Linked DNA regions of Anser cygnoides: region 1 is linked to region 2. Evidence: chromatin contacts called from public Hi-C data. All regions are on one chromosome and are shown on one strand. Each heading gives the region's core, a stretch centred on a gene start, on an enhancer-like site or on the middle of the called end of the contact. The rest is flanking DNA. Distances are from core to core; before and after follow the strand shown.

Region 1 (6,771 bases), core at 3,551-6,050, 180 kb after region 2:
ATCAGGAGGATGAGAATGGATATCTGCTCACTGACAGCAGACCTTCCATCTATCTCTTTAAAGTCCTTCCTGTCCTCTGTGCTGTCCTTGATCCCAAATGTGATGGATCAAGATTATTGGTTTCAACTGAAGAAGTTATAATGCTCTTTGGCTGCCATTTCAGACCTATTCAGATTTGATATACAGGATAATGCTAAGACAGAATTCTTCTATCTGAGGATTTTTCAAGTGTTGGTCCAAATACTGCATGCCCTAGGGAAGAAAGAAATGTATGTCCCATAGCTCAAACACAAATTATTTCAGTCATGAGTGGCTGCAGTTTCTTGTGACATTTTTTCATCAATTAGGCAGCTAATGCATTTGCAAAAACTTTTGGGGAAGGCACCTATGAAATCTCCAGTATTCCTTGAGCAGAGTGAACTCTTCAAACACACAGAAGCGTTTGAACTCTGAATGTAGGCCAGTTATCGCTTGCCTGGTACAGGAAGAACTGGACTGCTTAAGAAGCCTTAAATCTATGTAGTGATGTCATCAAAATGAGATGACGATTTTTTACATTAATGTGCATTTATGCAGTAATGCCCATATCAAAAGATCTGTGTACTTTACATCTCAGCCAGTTAAGCTTGCAAGCTCTGGCCCTGATCTGGAGACCTCTGACACAAGTCTTTCCATTGGAAAATGGAAAAACCTCACTGGACTTGGTATTCCAAACTGTCTGGATAGCAATGGTTTCATATGCCATGCACGTGAAACTGCCCCTGTTGTGGCTTATAGCAGCCTGGGGGGTGGGGAACAGATACAATGTTAACATCTACCAATTTAGTGAAAAAAAAAAAAAAAAAAGAAATGTTGCAGCTAATTGAAATTACAATAAAAACATAAGTAGATAAAAAGGATAGTAATACTCAGAGCTGCAAGTTACACAAGGCTCTGTGGTTGATGCTGTCCTCTTGGAAAATAAAATAATATAAAAACATAATAAGTTACTAAAGTAGTAGAGAGGCTTGTTGTTAAGATGGTGTCCCGTATTAGAAGAAATTCACTTTCTAAATCCCATGTCTTCTAGTCAAGCTCCAAGACTACTAGTTGCTTTTCTCCTCTTCAGCTCAGAATGTTCAGAACATGAAAACTGTTGCTCTAAAATGCGTGGTGACAGTTTGGACCTACTCAGTCTGTACTGCCAACTGGTCAGACACAAGTCACCTTTGGTCTGGAGTGCCCATGGCAGGATTAGCCACGTACTGTGCTTCACTGAACAACTCCCCTCAGCCTGTTCTTGTTAGCTCAGCCTCTGTAGGACACTGATGTGACAAACACATCATAGGAAAAAGCTGTTTGTTTTTTTTTCCAGTTAATTGAAGTGTCGGCAGAATAGCTTTCTTGCTAAACCTAATTGTATAGGCATTAACAACATCAAGAAAAAGAACTTTTATTCAAATGCTAATTTGCTTCCAGTATTAGTGTCTGCAGACTGACCTAAGTTGCTGCTTTCTTTCCTGTTTTCTGCAGATTAATTTGGAGTATATGTCTCAGCCTGGCAGTTAGCAACAACAGAAACAAATATGTCCTAACAGCATAAGGACAGACACAAAATGTACCCCATATTTGCTGAACTTTCCTGTACACCTCAAAAACATGTAAGAATTATGTGGTACACCAATCCCATAACCACCTGCAAATGTTTTAGTCGGGCAATCCATGTTAGGTTACATTTTGTTTTTACATTCCTTATGGTATTTGCAATACATTTTAAAAATAATAATAAACTTGTTTTCATCCATTAGAACCAAATGTCTCCCTTCAGGAAGTTTGTTTACTATTTTCAATACTCATCATCATCATATTCAGTTCTCTTTCCAGAATACACACAGCATGTCTGCAGAATGTTCCCTAACCAAGTGGAAATAGATTTTTCTAACAAACTGTCAATAAAAATGACAGCTTGTATCCCATGTAAGCTAAACATAGAGGAGCAAAGTCTCTACCTCAACTAGGTGAGCGGAGCAGCATGACAGAAGCCAGGACAACACCTTCCTTGTCTCCTTCACAGGGCGACAAATCTGCTACCAGCTTCCCCACGCATCCCCATCTCCAGCTGCTGCCTTCTTCTTATAACTCCCCCCTGTCCCCTTCCATCTTTTTTTTCTTTCCTGCTAATGGGAACTGTAGATAATTAATTTCATTACTCACTTCATGGTAAGGAAAATCCTATTTAGAGCCATATGGATTGTCTATTCATACTTTGCTCCACATGTCCCATGAAAGGCATAGGATATTGTAGTTACGTTGCTGCAGTGGTTTAATTTCTGTGTAGGTTTCTGTGTGTATGAGGAAGAGTGCATGCCTTTGAATATGTATACTCCAATTAACAAATAAAATGGCATTTATTAAATTGGCTGCAAGGAATTTAGAGCATTGATTTCTAGTTTAATTTCTCTCACCATGGAAAAGTAAAATTAAATATTGAAATCTAAGTGTATTTGTACGTCAGTATCTGTCTTTGTAAGGCATATACTGTTATTGCTTAATAATATTTACATAGCTTACTCAAAACAAGCATGGGTATATTTCAAAGCAACATCATCTTTTTCCTTTATTTTACTGGAAAGCTTGCAGAGAGATACAAACCTAAGAATACATGGCTGGCTCTGATGGTCTGGTGGAAAGCATATCCAGTTTCTCACTCCTATGAGTTAGCTGGATTCGTGGGGAGGTGTCGGATATGCCTGGGCAGGCTGGTTTCTTTATGCCACAGTTTGTGCATGCTTGCAAAGGAAACTGAACGTGGGCTCTCTTAGGCCTTCTTGGTAGCATAGTTCACAGCTTCAAGATCAAAGCTGAGGAATGGCTTTCAGCAGAGTGGTTTTTGTTGCTGTGGAGAGGACGATCAAATAAAGCATTCCTAGAGGGTGCGGCCAGGTATTTCACTTTCAGTATACGTAGGGAAATGATTAGAGTTACAGTCAAGGGAGAGTCTGCAGGAATGGATTAGATGTGCCTACATAAATTAACTGGTAAAATATTATGGGCAGAAAGGCAGTCCTGTGTTCTGTGGATCTTGTAGAAGGGGAATATCACCATAGTAATGTTTTCTAAATTTCTCTGTACGTTGTCTCTATAAATGTCTGTTCCCAGTTCTTTTTTATTTCTGTGTGTCCTGTCATGAAAGCTGTTTTTAATGCAGTGGAAGAGAAATAACTGGTGTGACAGCATTAGCTGTTGAAGAAGTTTGACAGTTCTAAGAATTTTATCCTCTGATACATATAATCTACATACAATAGCACGTATGCTATTGTGAACCCTAATAACATCAATTTCCACAGTGCAATGTATTGCTAAAAAAAAATTAGATGAGGAGGGAAATGCAATATGATTTTGGGCGTATGATGATTCTTCCATAAAAAGAAGTAATTTAAGTACATGTGTATCTGAGACAAGTTTAGGTGCCTCCAAATGTTTGCTGAGGTGACTATTTTTACCTAAATCACTAGAAAAGGATTTACATAGGTGTGCAAACAAGAGTGTGTATTTTTTAAAAACCTATTTGTGACACTGCTTTGATCTAGTTAAAACAACAATACACAGCTTTACTCATGGTGTGGCTGTTTGCCATTTCTCTGTAGTTTTCTGAAAAGAAGCAGGCAAACATGATTTATAATACCTGAAATATTCTGATTCTGAAAATGTTAACCAGCTCCTATTTGCAGACAAATCTATCATGTACTCCACAGCTGAATACACCTGAATACTCAGGAATTCATATATAACAGGACTGAAATGGCACAAAAAGAATATAAAGGGATTGTATTAAAACTATCTTGGTTGCTGATGTCTTTCTGATGGACATTTGTTGCACTTTTTCAATCCTATAGTGGAAAGTATTTCGTATTGGAAATGAAGCAGGTAAATTTTTGCTTAATCTGGGTACGGAAGGAAACCCAAGAAAGCTTTCCACATTATAAGCTTAGCAGTAGTTGTCTCACAGGCTGAGTTTGGTAAGGACAGTTGGTGCATTTACAGAACAAAAAACAAAGCAGGAGCATAAACAAATGAGAGGAAGACAGGAACGTGCCCATAAGGGAGCTGTGCTGCAAGAGGATCATGGACAATGGGGGATGTCAAGGCAGGAACCAATGAGTGGAACAGGAGTTTATACTAGACTCAGAAATTTTGAATTTTCCCAAGATCAAGCTTTTAAACACAGATATTTTTCTGTCTAGTGCAGGGGAACGTAATCTAAAAAGGATGTGAGTACATCCACTTTTATGTTTTCAGATTTTTAGTAATGAACCAGAAATATTTTTGATTTTTCAAACATAAAACCTCCACATTCAAGGCATTTCAAGACACTATGTTCACATCACCACTGAATTTACAGCTTCTGATGTTACCCAATTACAGTGTTACAAAAACACGGGAACAAATTCTTCCAAATAACGTTATATTGTGGGTCAGTGTAGTAGAAAGTATTGAGCAATTGCTTTCCATCAAAGATTAAACTGCCTATCGATATGGTTCAGTAATAGCAATGCAAGGGACAGTTACTGCTCATTTGCCAGGGCTGCACTTGTTCACGCAACATTACTTTTTGTAATGGAGCACTAAAGAAAGGTAAAACATCAAGAAGCAGTGAGGAGAGGAAGATCTTTTTCAATCCCTTCTCCTCAGGGACTGACAGACATCAGCACCTGTTCTCTTGTAGATTACAGCATGTAGGTTATTGCGTCTCTGATGTGGTGCTGATCAGGTGTACATCCTGTTTCTATTTCCTTCTTAGAGAAGGAAATCTACAAATCATAGTGAAAGTTAAGAAAAACAGTCTGTTCTACCCTTCACATCAAGACTTCATGTTGTAGTACAATTCTGAAGGGTCAGGAAATGATTCTACAGCTGGTACTTGGAGGGAAGAGAATCAAGTCAGCATCAGTCATAATGGCACAACTTCTGAGGATTAAGGGGTTTAGGTACATTTCTTCTACTTGTTAGCAAACAATAAACATACTCAAGAAGTGACTGGACTAAGTAGAAAGCAGTTCATCCATGTGCACCACAGGGGCTAATTTCAGCTCTGGAAGGGAATTTAGTGTCGAGTGTCGTCCCATAACATCTGAGCTGGCAGGAAGGAATCTGTGTTAAAGAAATGAATTTCACAATTCCCATGAATCTGTGTTGGTATTTTGCATGGTTTGTTGTTTTTTTTGTTGTTGTTGTTTGTTTGTTTGTTTTTTCTCTTCAAATTGGGGCTTCTTCACTACACTTCAAACTGGGGTCTTCACAGACCCCAAGAGCTATGAAGCTGGTGAAAGGACTAGAAAACAAGACATATGAGGAGCACCTGAGGGAATTGTTATTGGGCTTGTAAGAGACCTTGATAAGAGACCTTATCACTCTCTATAACTTCCTGAAAGGCGGTACCAGCAAGGAGAGTTTTGGTCTCTTTTTCTCAGGTGATAGGATGCAAGGAAACAGTCTCAAATTGTGGCAGGGAAGGTTTAGATTGGATAGCAGAAAGAATTTCTTCACAGAAAGGGTGGTTAGCCATTGTAACAGGCTAACCAGAGAAGAGGTGGAGTCAGCATCCCTGGAGGTACGTAAGAGGTGTGGATGTGGCATTAAGTGACATCATTTAGTGATAGGTCTTTGCAGATCAGGTTTATGATTGAACCCTGTTATCTTGAAGGCCTTTTCCAATGTATGATTCTATGAGTTAAAGGGGGGATAATTTTGTGTTTCACACATAGAAGGCAGGAGACCAACACAACAGCTCCATGCTTCAGATTTATTCTGTCCCTATATCCAAGGAGAACTTTTGACACTGTCTGGCAACTGCAGACACAGCATTCAGGTGTGTCAATAATTCTCATGATAGAGAAATGAATTCTACATTGACTCACAAAAAGTTAGATAGCATAAAGCTGCTAACCTTTTTTTCATTGTTTTGTCAATGGATAAGAGGGAATGGCCTCAAGTTGCACCAGGGGAGGTTTAGATTGGGAATTTGGAGAAATTTCTTCTTAGAAAGAATAGTTAGACATTGGAACAGGTTGCCCAGGGAGGTGATGGAGTCACTGTCCCTGGGTGTGTTTAAGGAAATGTTGGACCTGGTACTAAGGGACATGGTTTAGTGGGTGATAGTAGTGGTAGGGAGTAGTGGTAGGTAGACCAGATGGTCTTGGAGGTCTTTTCCAACCTTTATGATTCTGTGATTCTATGATCATTCAATGTTTCAGGCTGTGTGCATGGATGTAAATGGAAGCACAGGTGTCCAGGGGTGAATCTTGGAGCTGTGTGATTCATCTGCCACCAGCAGAGTTAGGTTTAGATCCTTAATTATTCTGTTTGCCAATAGAAGTGTTCCTGACAATGATGAAATAAACCCGTACTGAAAACATTAACTCAGACCCTTTTGTCCATCCAGTCCTTCCTCTTGTCCATAGCTGATTGCTTCACTTTATTAAATGGGTGCAATCTGCTTGAGGGAAAATCTTGTTCTGAGACTATGGAAAGGAGAGAAAGTGAGAGAAATTGAGAAGTAGTAAAATATTATATATATATACATGTGTATATATATGTACACACACACACACTTAACTTGAACTAAGAATGTTAGGATCTCATTCTTTAATTGAAGAAAAAATCTTTCAGTTTTGAATATACAGTGCTCATTATGCTTTCATGATCTTGAGGAAAATAAGCCAGGTCTTTGCTTATTAATCAGGCTGAACTGAGGAAGACTGTGGTGTGTTTGCACAGAAGTTACTAGGGGCA
Region 2 (6,905 bases), core at 2,862-5,361:
GGCTGAGTAATAATCTTAGAGTAGATGTGAACAATACGCGTTGGAGACTAATAAGCCATATCCTGAAAGAAAATTATAACTGATGCAGACAAACTGGGAGAAAAACTGGTAGTGATTACAAGCGATGAAAGTGCTGGTCCTGGCTGTCCTACTCAATAAATAATCTTGAAGGGGTATTAGCAGCACTAGTAGTAGCAACATTTAACCATCTGGCTCGGCTTCTGTGGGATGTTTTCTTGGAAAAAAAAAAAAAAATACCAGTTGGTGGAACTCCGTCCATTGAAATCGTAGGCGAACTTGGCACCGTGTTGCTGTGTTGGCAGTTCCTTGTGTGCTGTGCATCCCGCACTTGATTTGCCTGTGATCATTTGACTTGATAGGGCAGATGTTTCCGTGATGTTCATGGACCATTAGTGGTCTATGAAGTCCTAGTAAGTGCTTGTTCAAGTTACCATGCATCGGTCTAACCATGCTGGTGGTCTGCAATAAACCTGGAGGTGGCTTCAGACCTACAAAACTCTGTCCTGGGGCATTGGTGGCTGCAACTCCAAGCTTGTCTTGACTGTTGCACAGCAGACAAAAAATATATATATTAAAAAAAAAAATCACAGTCTCTGTCTCTTGCATAATGAAATCTCATGTTTTTACTATCTCATTGGCTTAGAATCGTAAACATGAATGTTGATCTGGCAAAAGTTCTTCTTGCATATTTACCACGCAGACATTTACGGAATACCCTGAGTACATGAGCGCTTGCTGTAGCTTAGCGTCGCTGTTGACCATATTTCCCATGTGTTCTGCTTGTGCCTTGCTTTACTGATAAACTCTTTCCATCTTGTTTTTGTCTTTAAAGTCTAATGTTCATAAAATAATCAATTTGGTGCAAAATGTCAGCTTACTACGTGTATTTTTTTGATTTATCTTTTCCTAAAATCTGGCTTTCTTCACCCCATAAGCAAATGGAATTAAGGATAAATGTTTTAATCTCTGAGCAATGCGTTCCTCCCACCCTGCCAGTACTGCTAAAACTACTTTGAAATACACAGTGATACTATTTCTTGGTATTTGATTCATCCCGTAATCAAACTGACAGACATCAATGGAGCACTTAGGAGTTTATGCTTGGAATTAAGTCCAGTTGAGTGCTTCTGGAATCTTCTGGTAACTTTCTTTTATCAGTGTAAGTGATGCAGCATGATTCCATCATAATTACTGCGGAGCTGCACCAAATTAGATGATATGATTGAGGCTGATTTTTTTTCCTAAGAACTTTTTTTTTTCTTGGAAATTAAGAGATGGTAACAGAGAGGCAGACTGTGTAACATTCACCACTTGCTGGATTTGTTTGCCATCCTGTATATAAAAAAGGCCTATTCCTTCTGTTCAGTATTCCCTGATAGATTGCTTGCAGTCTGCTCGAAATGAGTATCAGGTACTATTCTAATGCAGTGGTGTTATAATGTAATTCTGTTTTTGCTTCAGTGCAAGGCATGGGAAAATCAGACTTGTACTGTTAAGCATCTGTGTCTAGCAAACCCATGCATGACTGAAAGTTGGTGTACAGGCTCACATCCTCCATTTGTTTACATTGAGAGGAATGGAGGTTCATGTTAACTCAGTTAAGTGAGGTTATTTCAGATTTGTACTGGTGAAATGGGAACAAAAATATCTGGCACATGCTTTTAAGTGTTGTACGAAGATAAACAATACTAAAGACTTTTTCCAAGAGGTGTCAATCAAACAGAACTGCATGAATTGCAGACATCTTCACTGGCGATGTTTGTGTGGTACAGACCATGCTGGGATACAACTCTGTACATGTACCTGAATTCATCTGCCACTGCTCATCTGGGTCACAGTAAATAAGACACTGTGGTATTTTTATAGAATCAGAGAATATCCCAAGTTGGAAGGGACCCACAAGGATCATCAAGTCCAACTCCTGGGTCCCCAAAGGACCACCCAAAAATCAAACCCTGTGTCTGAGAGCTTTGTTCAAACACTTCCTGAACTTGGGGCTGTGACCACTTCCCTGAGGAGTGTGTCCCAGTGCCTGACCCCCCTCTGGGTGCAGAACCTTTCCCTAACACCCAGCCTGACCCTCCCCTGTCCCAGCTCCATGCCGTTCCCTCGGGTCCTGTCGCTGTCCCCAGAGAGCAGAGCTCAGCGCCTGCCCCTCCGCTCCCCTCGTGAGGGAGCTGCAGGCCGCCATGAGGCCTCCCCTCGGCCTGCTCTGCTCTGGGCTGAACACACCAAGGGACCTCAGCCGCCTTTCATATGTCTTCCTCTCTAGGCCCTTCACCAGCTATGTAGTTCTCCTTTGGATGCTCTCTTATGACTTTATGTCTTTGTGTTGTGGTGCCCAAAACTGCACACAGTACTTGAGGTGAGGCCGCACCTGTAACAAAATCTTTGCCGAAATCCAAGATCATATCTTTTTATCTTTTGCATTAGGTGTTTTTTTCTTTTCTTTTCTTTTTTTTTTAATATATTTACATCTACCCCTTGGAAGAGAAGAACTTATTATTCTGCGACTAGATGCAGGGAAATAAAATCAGTAATATGGGCTCTTCAGTTTTTTGATAAGGCTGCACCCAAGTGTTGTAGACCTGGTAGGTGGAATACCTGCTGAGGCTGTGGGAGGGGATGGTGTCCTCCCTGATCAGCGGTTTCCTCTCTGCACATCCAGGGGAACCCATGGGCTTGGGTGTCCTTCCTATCCCAGAGTTGTCACTACGCACAAAATGATAGTTTTAGGGTCCTGCTGTGAACAGGAGGCACCTTCCCCAGGTCTTCTGTGCTGCATTGTGCACAGTGCATGGAAATCTGTGGAGTTTTAATGAGTGTTGGTGGCCCTCCCATTAATGGGAAGTACAGCTGCTGTCCTTGACTGCAGTAGAACTTGTCTGCATGCACAAATGCTTGATCAGAAAATACGTTACTTTTTCTCAAATTGATTAGATTATATAGATTTAAATAGGTTTGAATGCTCAAAAGCCTGTAACCGAGCCTTTGGAAACAGCTATTAGGCCATTAAGACAAGCAATTTTCAGCAGATGGCAGCATTGCACTCTGTAACTTTATTTTTCTAGCTGTGGCTCTGCAACTCTTTACTCAGGCTGGTAGGAAGCTGCCAACTAAGAATTAATCCAAAACCACTTCTAAAATGTTTTGAAATACAGGTCTTAATAGATGAGTCTGTAACAATACCTAATTATCATCATGGCTTTTGTATGGAGAATACCAGTGTGCTGCGTAAGAAAATACTGTACTAAAAAGCAATACTAGTATACCCAATTTTTTGTTAACTCTTTAAGTAATTGCTTTGAGATGGAAGGAGGTAATCTGATAGACTTGTTCTTATTTGTAAAAATATTAGCAAATACCTTGAAGATGCCAGACTTTGATCTGGAACTATGTGCATAGAGCTGTAAGTGCCTTCCTGCTTATTAGACCTTTAAGACTGGAACCCCTTTTCTTCTCTAGAAAAAAATAAACTGAGTTTCCTAGTGCTTTATACTATATCTTGTAGGCAACTTGGTTACAGGCTCTGATCAATATACAAGCAGATGTTACCTTGTTAAAAGTTGTAGTGGTTACAGGTTCAGATGCAATACTGGTTTTTTTTTTTTCTGTGAGGAATCAGTTAAGAATACTACATTTGTATACGAAGCATGTGCGTGATTCTACACTATAACTTGTCAATGTATAGCAGTAATAGGAAAAATTGGAGAGGGTCCCCACCAGCACCTTTTGCTGATTCATGGGCGTTCCACTAAGAAGGTGAAGGAAACGAAAATTCTTGCTGCTTCTAAAGGACTGACTTCAGTGACCTCTCCAGAGAAAAGCTTCTAGTTCCAGGTAGACATCTATCCATGATGAACGACTATATACATAATCCTAAACTGTGCAAGAGAACTCATTTTTCATGTGCTTCCTTAGGGAGAATACGGAGCTATTTTTAGGTTTGAGACAAGGCGCACTTTGAATGGACTGTATTGCAAGCAGCTAGCACTGATGTAAATGGCAGTGCAAAACACAAGGCAATAAGAAATGGAAACCAGGTCCAACTAGTGCAACTGTTCAGAAAGAGGTTAAAACATACCTCTGCTGCAGATTATGCTCGCAAAACTGTTGAGTAGAAACAAGTATGATGATACAAATGGAAAGGAAGCTTTATATACCTACGTTAGAGTTTCACTTGAGAGTGACTGAAGAGAAGAAACCTTTCTCTTTTCCTTTCCCCTCTCCTTCCTTGCAGGTCAAAATAAGTGTATATTAGTATAAGCAAAGCAAAGTTCAAGCTGAATAATTTGGGCTACCCTCTGGTATGATTCTGCCCTTTGTTAAGCAAATAAACCGCAATCAAAATTGTGAAACTCTTATCCTTTTTTTTGCAATCAAAGTAGAATGTTGCAGGTGCCAGAGTAGTTTGCAGAGATGAATGAATAGTTCTCCAGCTATATGCTGTCAGGACGTGATATTCTGGAATGAATTTAGCATATGCAAATATCACTTGGATGGGAGAATTTTGAGAATATCAGTGGCATGAAAATTGGGCTGCTCTTGGAAGATGCATAAGCCTGCTTAAAACAAAATGCAAAACAAGAGCTTTCTTAATGTTGCAGGAGAAAAATATTTTGAAAAGATTAGTGACCTTTTATTTTATTCTTTAAAGGCGCACAAGGAGGCTGGGAATCACTGCCACGTGTACATATACTGTTAAAAGGGGGTATTAATTATCTTTCATCTTGGGTACATTTTAAAGCTTTGGCACAGAGACTCTGGATGCTTTGAGCATCCTTTGCTTTAAGTTGTTAACTGTGGGGAGCAGGATGTTGTGTTCTTTTGTAGGGGAGAACTATGTCTTCTGTAAGAAGTGGTCAGTGTTGCTTTTATAGAGTAACATCCCCTTTCCCAAAGGAAAAGAGGCTTAAATAAATGAAATTTAAAAAATAAAGGGGGAGGGGGGGGAGCAACCAAACCACAACAAAAACTCTTAAGTATATCTCCATTCAAGAGATCTTACCAAAAGCCAAATGAGTTTCCAGAGTTTTGTTTCAGAATTAAATCAGATGATCAAGCTCCTGTGTCTGTTTGGGCATTACGTTTCTGAGACAAGGCACTTATTCTAAACCAGCATTCACACATCACTTCAGAGTAAATCCTGAGGATGTATAATGTTTGTGTGTGTCATTAGAAATAATAATAAAAAAAGCTTAAAAGAACGACAGAAAATAGGTCTGTCTTCGAGAGAGTTGTCCTACCTGTGTGTACTACCTTCCTTTGCTTTGTCTGAACAGTTCTGGGGAGGGTGGTTACTTTGAATGGCTTCTGCTGCTGGAAGGTTGTATGGCATAATATCTTCTGATGTCTATCACTGAATTTGGGATAACATTTTATATTAAGAAAAATCACACTACAGTAACAATAGGCTTAAAGGGGTGTTAATTCCTGGTGTTGCTTTGGCAGTAGCATAGAATATATCCTGAATTTGACATAGTCTTAAAGAAAAAAAAAAGACTCCTCATCTGCAATATACACTTATGTGTTCTTTCAGGATTGAATGAACTTACTTCTGGTGAGTTTAAATGACTGTTTTCATAATTTAATGAAATGCTGGATTTTGTGACTTGTGTTCTCAGAGGATGTTACAAACAACTTAAATCTGTTTTATCTTCAAGATGGTGAGCAACACTGTGGAGATGAGGTGAATGTGTTGATATTCAGCAGTTCCCCAAATCCCCACTGCAGTGGACATAGCTGAGGTAGTAATTATTTTAAATGGTACTTATGCCGTGGAGTGTGTATAACCAAATGTGGAGTACTGGTAGCTCAGTGTTTATGGGTTATGTAGTCTGTGTGACAAAAATTGCCATCATTTTCCTCTTTGATGCTCTTAATGAATGAGTTGGGTTTTTTGACAGTAAGCCAGCACTTCTGAAGGCAGTGGGTTTGATCTTTGCTAAATAACATTTTTTTTTTAGTAGAATGTATTTCGTAGTTGCCTATACTTCCTGAATACGAGATAAGTGTTCTTCATTTACATGTTCAATTAAACAGCATAAAAGATGTGTTTTCATGTGTTACTGCTCTGTAACAGTTATTTGCATATCGTGTACATTTTAGAAGGAACCTATTCAAATTGCTATGTAAACCTTACAAAAAGACTCCCTTGGGCTCTGTTGTTTGCTTTTATAGGGCAGATAATTTAAGAATTGTTTCTTTTTAAAGGATTAACAGCTTTAAGAAAGTGCTTTCTAAAGAGTTCCTTTTGTTTTCAAAGTGGGGCAAAGTCAGTTGGCGAAGGGCTTTCAAAGCATCTCAGTCCTTTGGAACTTGGAGTCTAAAGTTTGCCTAAAGAAATTGTTTCCTGGCCTTTATGGACAGCATTTCTTTTTGAGTAAAAGGCCTCTGAAAGCCTTCTAGGAAGACTCCCCAACATTTGGAAAGAGATCCTTATAGCTGCTAAAAGCTTTATGAACTGGGCTGGGAATGCTGCATATTTTACATGCTGAAATTGGACAAATATGCTTGCAGAACTTGGAATCTGTTTCATCTTTCCAGAGAGTAAACTATCGTGTTCTGAGATTTTGTCGTTGTTATGTGGTGTGTTGTTTATTTGTGTGTAGTGATTTTGGCAGAGCTGTGTAAGGACATGAGGAAAAGAACCTGTGCCTAATAACGTCTGTCTCAGAGCTGGGCTGGTACAGCTGGTAAAAGCAGACCAGTTTTTGGGTACACGAGGCCAGGCACCCATGTTTATGTGTGTGGGGGCCAGCATTGGGCTCCAAAGTTAAGTACAAGGGGAGAACAGGACTGCTTAGATCAGCTCTGTCAGAGGGGTACCTTGTACCTCTGGGGCAGCAGCCATACTTGGGATGTGGAGGTGGTAGTGAGGATGC

What was found. A called contact is a pair of places that touch in the nucleus more often than the background predicts.
Region 1: a contact with region 2 is called in a Hi-C map of liver, with 2.3 times the contacts expected there. The contact joins two enhancer-like sites. A contact is called at or near these places in 2 of 7 Hi-C or Micro-C datasets (granulosa cells and liver).

The regions. Positions count from the first base shown.
Region 1 is chr3:27,464,396-27,471,166 of Taihu_goose_T2T_genome, forward strand. No RefSeq gene overlaps it. Among named protein-coding and RNA genes, the nearest start is that of TRNAI-UAU, 190 kb to the left of the region's middle. Within about 2 kb of position 4,801, at least 1 of the 3 cell types and tissues checked has open chromatin away from gene starts, as enhancers often do. A contact at or near this core is called in liver, where this site is marked.
Region 2 is chr3:27,284,735-27,291,639 of Taihu_goose_T2T_genome, forward strand. No RefSeq gene overlaps it. Among named protein-coding and RNA genes, the nearest start is that of TRNAI-UAU, 12 kb to the left of the region's middle. Within about 2 kb of position 4,112, at least 1 of the 3 cell types and tissues checked has open chromatin away from gene starts, as enhancers often do. A contact at or near this core is called in liver, where this site is marked.